Regions from separate parts of the Mus musculus genome. Here region 1 is linked to region 2. A link is a contact called in public HiChIP or PLAC-seq data. All regions are on one chromosome and are shown on one strand. Each heading gives the region's core, a stretch centred on a gene start, on an enhancer-like site or on the middle of the called end of the contact. The rest is flanking DNA. Distances are from core to core; before and after follow the strand shown. Region 1 overlaps Bmpr1a (bone morphogenetic protein receptor, type 1A). Region 2 overlaps Ldb3 (LIM domain binding 3).

Region 1 (4,827 bases), core at 1,162-3,661, 66 kb before region 2:
GCACCAAAAGGTCAAATTACAACGCAGAATAGTACAAAAGAGTTTTAGTAATTGTTTATGTGAAAGCCCTTTACAGCCTTCATTTATCTGCGACAGCAAGAGACTGAACAAGAGCAGAACTGCTATGCTTCTTGCTGGTTCTAAAGCACAAGTGATCAATGCACTCAACTTTATTTTATGCCAAGAAAAGTGTTCATCAAAATATGACTCTAAATTTATTCCATATCAAGTACAAATAAATTTACATTTAATGGCATGGCTAAACTATTTTTGACTTCTCAAGGACTGTGTTATTTTTTAAAACACTCTGCCTGAACAAAAATCTTTTTGCTTACCTGCTAAATTATATAAAAGGCCTTTAGGCGGAAAAGTAAGTAGCACATTGGAAAATACTGAGTTAGGGTGGTCTGTAGGGGCTGGCAGGGTGGACACTGAAGCGTGTGCACACTCTAGGCTGGCTCCACACTAGCAGTGAACAAACAATGTCGAACTTAATCGATCTTCCTTCTATTTTCCATCACAGCAACACCCACCAGTAATTTAACCTCTCAAAAAAATAAGAATAACAATCCGCATCTTCGTGCCATTAATGAGGAAAGGGACTTACTTATTGTTACCAGCTAAGGAGGGAAAACCCAATCGCTTTTTAAAGAGTGGCTTTTGTTTAATATGTAATAATATTTGAGAGCCAAACATTGGATACCTAGGCAGCCAATTACAAACTAAGATTTTACTGTGATTCCATTATGTAAGATTAAAATTCCAACTAGTGTTTTAAGAACAATTAGTCTTACTTATCCAATGGCCTTAGTATTGATCTTGCTTCTACAATGACAACAGTAATTAGCTCCTAAGAAGTTGTCAGAAAAGAAAATAATTAAGATTTTTAAACAGATACATCTGGATTTTCAGACTAGTTACTCAAAGCATCATGCAAGTTTAAGTATTTTTAGTTTTCTTTTCATCATTTTCCACTTCTCATAATAAAGGAAATAAGTTTATCTGAAAATGTATTAAAGGTTAAGGAAAACCCTGCTAGCCAAAGATGTAAAGAATTTTCTGAAAACTGACAAAAAAAATTATAAAGTTTTCTAACAAACATCAAAGTACTTCTTCATGCAGCTCTGTGAGCTAGTCAAGTCACATACTTGTATTTAAGACAAACACAAGAATGTGGTAGAGTATCTCTGAACTTTAGTTTCTAGACCAAGTCTTAAATGTTATTCCAATACATGCTGGAAAGCAGTATCACCTTCTCTTAGCAAAGAAATGAGGTCGGTGGCTTAACTGCTTCCAGTCCAATAACAAGAGCAATTGTTAGCTGGCATACATCAGGCCACGAGTCAACCCAGATTGTGGTAGCTAATGATGACCCTTGAAAAGACAGGCCAGGGCTGGTGAGATGGCTCAGTGGGTAAGAGCATCCGACTGCTCTTCTGAAGGTCTGAAGTTCAAATCCCAGCAACCACATGGTGGCTCACAACCATCCATAATGAGATCTGACTCCCTCTTCTGGAGTGTCTGAAGATAGCTACAGTGTACTTATATATAATAAAAATAAATAAAAAAAGAAAAACAAAAAAAATTAAAAAAAAAAGAAAGAAAGAAAAGACAGGCCATTCTAATCCTTGGAACCTGTGAACATGTTACTTAAAATGGCAAAACAGACAGCAAATGTGACCACAAAATTCGAGATGGGGAGATTACCCATCTAATAGCTTGTGTTCCCAAAAGTAGGAATACCCTTTCTGTCTCTGGGAACAGAATGGGAAGAAAAGGTCTGAGAGTTGAGCTTGCTGACTATGAAGATAAGCAAGCAGCAGGTCACAGGGCAAGCAATGCGGCAGTCTCTAAAGTCTGGAAAAGGTATAGAACTACTTCAGTCTCTTAGCGCTTCCAAAAAGGAATAAATAATACAGCCTCTGAAGACATCTTCATCTAGACTGATGAGGCGCATGTTGGACTCCCCTATGGAACTGTCAGAGTATGTTTGTACTCTAAACCAGAATGCACATAGAAAACTAACAAACCAATCAGACTACTAATTGGCTGTTCTGTATTTTAAACTATTGTCTTGCAATATATTTTTTAAAAATCTGTCAGTTGAGAAAATATATTATTCAGAAAGTCAGAAGTGTTGCCTCTCTCCAAATAAAATAAAAATAAAAATACAGTTCACAAACATGGCACAGGCCAAGAGTTGATTCAACATCTAACAGAATGTCATTCTGTTGCTTAGTGATATTCTGGGCCAATGATCTGCTTTTGAAACTTTGCTATCCTATTCCTACCAAATACACACCCTGAAATTGCAAAGCACAGAATTCCTTTGTCTTTCCACACTGTGAGCTCACACTCTCTGCCTGTCTGTCTCTCTGTCTGTGTGTGTGTGTTGGGGGGGTGTGGGGGATATGAATATATCAAGGAATGTAACTGGCTCAAGCAGCCACAAGAGGTTCAGTCAGTCACTCAACATACTAATTAAAGAGGCAAGCAATGATGAAAAGCAGACATCTAGTCAATGTGTTGGGAAGGGAAGCAAACCGTTTCAATGATCCCGATTATTCCTTGGGGAACGGATATGAGCCTTAGGTTTAAAGTGGAGAGGCACTGGAGCAAGGAGCAGAGGGGCACAAATTAGCAGTCAGTCCCAGTGACTACTGCTTCAGCTCTGGCACTGCAAAGTAGTCCATTATTATTGTGTAAGAGGACAAACTGCTTCTTAGGAGATGATCCAACACAAGCCCCCCCATCATGAATAAATGTCCTACAAGGAGTGCAAAAACTGGCATCCTAGGCGACTGCAGCCTTAGGACAATGACATAGCTAGCTATGCTTATTTCCATAAAGTAGGATGAGATAGGAGAGTTGACACTACATCCTTAGTGAGTATTATGCCTGCGCAGTCAGGCCGGAGGCTGACTTGAAGTAAAGCAGACTCAACATGAGGGCAGAGGGGATAAAAAGCCTAGGGGCTTTACCCTCTGCTTAGGTATCCTATGGGCCCAAACTGGGAGTTGATATTTCTTTTGTAAAAAACCTTTTTAAGTGCCTAAAAACACATAGCATGGCTGGGAAAAAAAAAAAAAAGATGTGAATTGACAATCAAGAAGAATGAACTTGGGGCTGGAGAGATGGCTCAGTGGTTAAGAGCACTGACTGTTCTTCCAAAGGTCCTGAGTTCAAATCCCAGCAACCACATGGTGGTTTACAACTATCCGTAATGACATCTGACGCCCTCTACTGGTGTGTCTGAAGTCACCTACAGTGTACTTACATATAAATAATAAATAAATATTTTTTTTAAACATGTTTAAAAAAAAAGAAGAATGAACTCAAAAAACAAAGATAGTGAACATTTGCATAACAGTGAGGGAATGGAATTAATGAGCAGAACGTTCAACACTGAATGTAGTTCAAAGAATATTGGCCAAGGAAGAGTGATAGATAAAACAAACTGAGTAAGTTAGTCCTTAGCTTCCACACTGCTATTATTACATTAACACATGGGGAAACAGCATAAAACAGCATTTACGTAATTTTGCAAAGTCACACAGCTAAAAAGTAACAAAGATAGGATTCAAATCCAAATATTGTGAATTCAATCCCCAGCACTAAAAAGAGAAGAGGGGTTAGGCGTGGTGGTTCACACCTTTAATCCCAGCACTTGGGAAGTAGGGGAAGGCAGATAGGTTTGAGGCCTGCCTCTGAGTTGGAAGCCAGCCTGGTTGACAAATTGAGTTCCAGTACAGCCAGGGCTACACAAAGAAACCCTATCTCAAACAAAACAAAACGAAAAAGAAAGGAAGGAAGAGAAGGGAGGGGAATATGAAGAGGAAGGGGGGAAAGAAGAAAAGAAAGGAAAGTGGGGCTAGTCTTAGACATTGGTTACTTTACTCTGCTGCCGTAGTTATGCTACTAATTCCTTCAGACAGGAGTAAGTCCTAGCTCACGGACACAGCAGCAGACAGAAGTCACTTGATAAGCACTGACTAGCACAGATGGCAGGTTCTGGACTAGACATTTCTCTTACCTGAGCTGAATTCTCCCGAGAGCTCAGTGAGCTCTACCACTGTTTTTACAGATGGAAAACCTGAGGTTAAGGTTACATGACCTTAAATAGAACTCCAAATATCTGACCATCACTGGCCTCAACTTTTTCATTTGTGGATTCAACTGCAAACCCTATCTAAGCTCTGACGTAGGTGCTCGTGGTGGTGTCTGCTGGTTTGAGCGTATGCATGAGCAAATGCAGGTGCACACGCACTTACCTGTATGGCCATGAGCGTGAGGCCACAGGTCTTCCCTGGATTGTTCTCTTAGTTTATAAAATGAGACCCAGGACAGCCAAGGCTACTACTCAGAGAAACCCTGTCTTGAAAAACCAAAAAGGAAAAAAAAAAAAGAAAAAAGAAAAAAAAAAAAACCCCTTTCAAAATCTCTTCTAAGTTATGCACTGAAGATGTTATCATAATTCACCATTAAATATTTGTTGTTGCCAAGGATCAAACCCTTCCATTCGCCACTGAACTATACCTCAGCACCAAAATATTTTTAATTTTTAGCAGCTAACAATATATTGCTGAATAAATGACTTGAACATTTCTTCATTTTTGTTAAAATTAAAAGAAAAAAAAGCTTAACTGCTAAGCCATCTCTCTAACCATTTTGAAGATTAAGATTTTGTTTCATTTTTGGAAACAAAATTCAGATACTATAAAATCCCCCCTTTGATAACTCTAAGTAGATACAACAAAAAGACCACTACTAATTCCAGAACATTCTCACCCCATGAAAACAAAATCATAGTCCTACTCAGATTCCCCA
Region 2 (4,655 bases), core at 337-2,836:
GGCTGAAAAGATGGCTTTGGAGAGATGGCTCAGTGGCTAAGAGCACAAGCTGGGATCCAGGTTCAATTCCCAACCCCCTCGTGGCAGCTTACAACTGTCTGTAACTCCAATTCCAGGGGATCTGACGCCCTCACGTAAAGGCAAAACACCAATGTACACACAATAAAATAAAATATTTTTTAAAAGGTCAGGTGCAGTGGTGCACACCTTTAATCCCAGCTCTAGAGACCTGATCTACAGAGCAAGTTGAGAAACCCTGAATAAAGAACACAAAAAACTCAGAAATTTTCATATGCTGAGCTAAATAAAAATGTATTTAAATCAATTTTACCTGCCTTTTTTTTTTCCTAAAAGTGTCTGCCTCTCGGATGGTTCTTTGCAACAGTGGCTGCCAAGAGCTACTGGCTTTCACAGTGTTGCACAGGAGTTTGTGTAATAGCAAGAGGCAGAGTACTTGCGAGTCAACTTTACAGACAACCTGGAGAGCTTAAGTGGCTACTCGAGGTCAGCCAGCTTGCAAGCTTCCTATCTGAAACGCACCCTAATCAGCTCCTCTAAACCACTCCGAATGCAGAACCAGGCTCCAGCATGCTCCTTCCAAGTAAACCCCGCCCTCGCCCACCTTGCCTCCCTCTCCAACCGCTCCTTCGGTAGGGCAGACATTCTCTTCCTCCTATCCGAGGCTTTCCTGAACCGCCTTCGTTTTCCAAACCCCTACTCAAGGCCCCAGAGAGGAAGGCTGGAATCCTGGACCAGGTTCCTACCTCCTACCCGCTGGGGCTACAAACAGGAGGAGGACTTTCTCTTCCGGGCGGTTCGCCCGGGCAGATCCCTGGGGAGGGGGAAGGAGAAGGGAGAGGACATGCGGGGAGCACGGTCCCCTCTCCTCTCAGCTCCTGCCTGCTTCGCCCCTCTACGCTCCAAATGCCGTAAGAAACCTGATATCCCATCTCCGAGCCCCGGGCTGTTGCTATTTCTACGTGACGGAATTAAGCCGGTTCGAATTAGAAGGTGATATTTCATCTCTAATTGGCACGTTCAAAGGGCTCCTATCGCACTTGGCGGCCCCGGGACTGTGTAATTAAACAACAAGGTGATCTGAGTCACTTAGCCCGGGCTAAGTCGCCGGCAAGCGCCCGGGTCGCCGCCCGGCCCGCAGGCCGACGTGGCCATCCCGGGGACCAAGGTGTCCTCCGCCCACTGGCCCCAGGTGTTCTGGGGAAACGGATGCCCAGCCCAGGCGCCAGAGATAAGATGCCGGCTCGAACCCCGCCCTGCCTCCGTCCCCCACCCCCCGGAAGCTGCGGCCGGGGACTGGCCGCGAGCGGGCTGCTCGTGCTCGGCGGCGCCCAAGTCCCCGCAGCCCAGCAGAGGAGCGGGGTGCGGGCCCGTATCCCCGGCTGGCCTGGCAGCCTACCAGCCGCCCCCGGAGCCCGTTGCCAACCCAGCCTCCCTGGAGAGAAGGAAGGGTGGAGGCAGGCCTCTCCTCTGCTCCAGGCAGGGATGAGTTAACGTCTGCACAGTCTGGGAACCGTGGAAAGGCCTTGGCTCCTGCCGGTCTCCGCCGCCCAGGCCGCTGCGGGAGAAGCGGCTGGAGGGCCCGGCCGCCCCCTGGTGGGCATGCGGGGACAGGACAAGAAAGGTGCCGGGAGGGCCTGCGGTGCTGCTGGGAAAGGTCTGCACCTGACACTACTCCTACCGGCTTCTGCAAACGCCTTCCTGTGTTTCCTGGCCGCACTGAGTGATCATTCTGTCTCCTACGTAGGAGATTTGTACCGCTCCCCTTCCAAAATGCCACCTCAGCCTGTGGAGCTCTGACTTCAGAATTTCCTTTCCTCGGCCCAGAAGTGCAAGAGATGGCATCAGACTACAGATATTATTTTATCTCTGCAGATATAACAAGAGGTTATAGAAATCCTATCTTACTCAAATGAGAAAATTCAGGTCTGAGAGATGAGGTAGTTTGCTTATTCCTTACAGCAGGCTGGGTGTCCCACCCATGCTAAAATGTTTCCTGTCCATACTCAGTTCTGTTGTCGGTGAGCTTCATAAAGCAGGGGACTGATTCTGTCGCTCTAGTCAGGAAAGCCTCAAGAGAAAAGCTTCCTTGGGTCTCATCAATGCCTTATCAGGATGTGTTCTGGAGCCTAGACTTTGTGTTATTCTTTATCCCAAGTCTACTTGGCCAGTTCACACTTGTAGGACACAAGCCCCCTTCCTTCTCCCTTAAAATAACCCGTCTCTTTTCCCTAAGCAGGCCTGTAACTTATTCCCTTCCTCGTTTTACCACAAATGGTTTGTGCATTGGAAAAGTGTGTGTGTGTGTGTGTGTGTTCATGGGGTGAGGTCATAGGGTATTTGGGAAATGACACCTTTCATTCGATTTTGCTATGAACTGAAAACTGATCTTTAAAAAGTCTATTAAAAACTGGGTGTGGTGGCACATGCGTATAATCCCAGGACTTGGGAGGTCCAGGAAGGAGGATCAACAATCAGCCTGGTCTACCTGAGCTACCCTGCCAACAAACACACACACACAAAGTCTATTAAGATTTTATGTGTAAAGCAGAGCATAGTGGCACATGCCTTTAATCCCAGCATTGGGGAGACAGAGCCTGATCTACATATGGCGTTCCCGGACAGTCAGGACCACATAGAGATCTCATCTCAAAAGCAAAACAAACTATATAGAGAGACCATATAGTCCATAGTAGTTTTGAGTGAAGAAAAACATTTGTATTGTAATAGTAAATGAAAAATCATCATTGCTTTTTATAAATTCAAGATGAATATATATATATATATATATATATATATATATACATATATATGCATGCTGGACGTGTATTTTTTTAAAGATTTATTTATTTTATGCATATGAATACACTGTTGCTGTCCTCAGACACACCAGAAGAGGGCATCAGATCCCATTACAGATGGTTGTGAGCCACCATGTGGTTACTGGCAATTGAACTAAGGACCTCTGGAAGAGCAGTCAGTGCTCTTACCCACTGAGCCATCTCTCCAGCCCCAGAAGTATAATGTTTACTTGGAAAGTATATACATACCTAAAATCCTATTTTATCAACCTATGGAATGGCTATCAAGGGATAATTAAAGGAATACTTAAGGCTCACTCCCTGTGTGTGCACAGCTGCCGGAGTATAGAGTGTAAGCTCATGACCTCTTCCTGTTACTCTATGATTACCCTCCTGCCTCGGGTGTGTGTGTGTGTGTGTGTGTGTGTGATGCTAGGGATTGAGCCCAGAGGCCTCACCCATACTAGGCATACACTCTACCACCAGGTTAACACCTCCATCTATCTATCCCATTTCTTTATTGGTTGAATGTATCCTCATGGCAAGTTCAAGTCAGGCACATACAAAGGAGAAAGTCTGCCACAGCCCTGCCCTCCTAAAGTTCAGGGTCAGAACGCAACAGGAAGAAAGACTGTGAGTAGACTCGGGGCTTGGCTGTCAAGGGCCTTCCTATGGGCATAGCCGTAGTACATAGGACCTTCCTCTAACTGGGAAAAGACCTGCTAGAGAGCCCTGAGATTCTTGGCACAATGGCTGGCAGGAAGCCCAAGAACTACCTTGGGCTCTGAGGAAGAAATCCAACCTTGCCTAGAAACTTAGGAAACAAAAAGCTACCTCCCATCCCAGGATGAAACTCAGCACCGATGGGGCAGGGGCCATAGAGACACAACCACAACCAGTGAGCTCTGCCTTGGGTCCACTCTACTGCTATGTGTGTCCATGCGCCCCAGTTATCCCCTGTCACCTGAGCAGGCCATATACTAGACTGGTTGAGCAGCTTTCCCAAAAGGACAAAGTGACACAGTAAGCTGGCCTAAAGCCTGGGGCATTTTTTTTTGTTGTTATAGTTTCTTGTCCTCTAGTTTGAGGCCATCCCAGATTCTTAGAGAAACAGCTTTTTACTCTTTCTGTCCCCGCAACCCCCATCGTCTTTTCTCTCAACTCGGTCTGGAAACGTCCAGCTAGGACTATCTGTTTCCTAAGAGCTAAGTAGTTCCATCCCTGCCTGGTACAACCCACGTGTCATCCCAGGTCAAATACAGGCTCCAAGGCTCAGTCGGATTCTGCCCTACAACCAGGAGAGGGAAGGATAGGCCCCCTTCACTCTGGAGGCTTGGTCTGAAGCAGATAACCCTTTGAGCCCTCAGCCCCCCGCCCCCAGCTCTCACCTGGCTGGTAGACAGAAGGCCGGATGCTGGCAGTGGTTACGACCCGAGGCTTGGGTGCAGGGGCAGCTGGACCCTCGCTGTAGCTGGTATGGGCAGAGGGTGCTGGAGAAGCGGCGGCTGCAGGACTGTAAGCAGAGGCCTGTGGCCTGGAACCAAGGCAGAAGAGTTACAACAAGAACAGTCCATTGGGCTCTGGTATCTAAAGTCATTCCAGGTTCGCTGTCTGATCTCTAGGCAGGACTATGACAGAAACACCCATTGGGTCACTTCCAGAGTCTAGAAAGAAGCCAAATAGGGGAGGAAGCTACTCCCTGTGGCTAGTGCTGCTACCTTGGGAAAGAAAGAGGGCAGATACTAGCCAGACAAAAGAACACATGGAGAGCCCTTCATCCACAGACAGAATGTAGCAGTAGGACTGTGGATCGAGGCAGAGGGAGCTAGAGATGGT

What was found. HiChIP or PLAC-seq counts read pairs in DNA pulled down with a chosen protein or histone mark.
Region 1: an H3K4me3 HiChIP or PLAC-seq map of stem cell-derived neural progenitor cells shows a contact between it and region 2, with 2.3 times the contacts expected there. The contact joins two enhancer-like sites. A contact is called at or near these places in 9 of 484 Hi-C or Micro-C datasets (CD8 T cells, the G1E-ER4 cell line, LSK cells and 6 more), 22 of 115 datasets of contacts at active chromatin or transcription factors (cardiomyocytes, craniofacial prominence, embryonic fibroblasts and 12 more) and 2 of 9 other capture datasets (adipose tissue and liver).

Annotation. Positions count from the first base shown.
Region 1 is chr14:34,481,285-34,486,111 of GRCm38.p6, forward strand. The region is part of intron 1 of Bmpr1a (bone morphogenetic protein receptor, type 1A); the gene reads right to left. Among named protein-coding and RNA genes, the nearest start is that of Bmpr1a, 19 kb to the right of the region's middle. Within about 2 kb of position 2,412, at least 28 of the 459 cell types and tissues checked have an H3K27ac peak or open chromatin away from gene starts, as enhancers often do. A contact at or near this core is called in adipose tissue, forebrain and stem cell-derived neural progenitor cells, where this site is marked.
Region 2 is chr14:34,547,970-34,552,624 of GRCm38.p6, forward strand. Ldb3 (LIM domain binding 3) reads right to left here. Exons shown (of 15, transcript NM_001039074.2): 10 at 4,208-4,353. Among named protein-coding and RNA genes, the nearest start is that of 9230112D13Rik, 27 kb to the left of the region's middle. Within about 2 kb of position 1,587, at least 292 of the 459 cell types and tissues checked have an H3K27ac peak or open chromatin away from gene starts, as enhancers often do. A contact at or near this core is called in adipose tissue, forebrain and stem cell-derived neural progenitor cells, where this site is marked.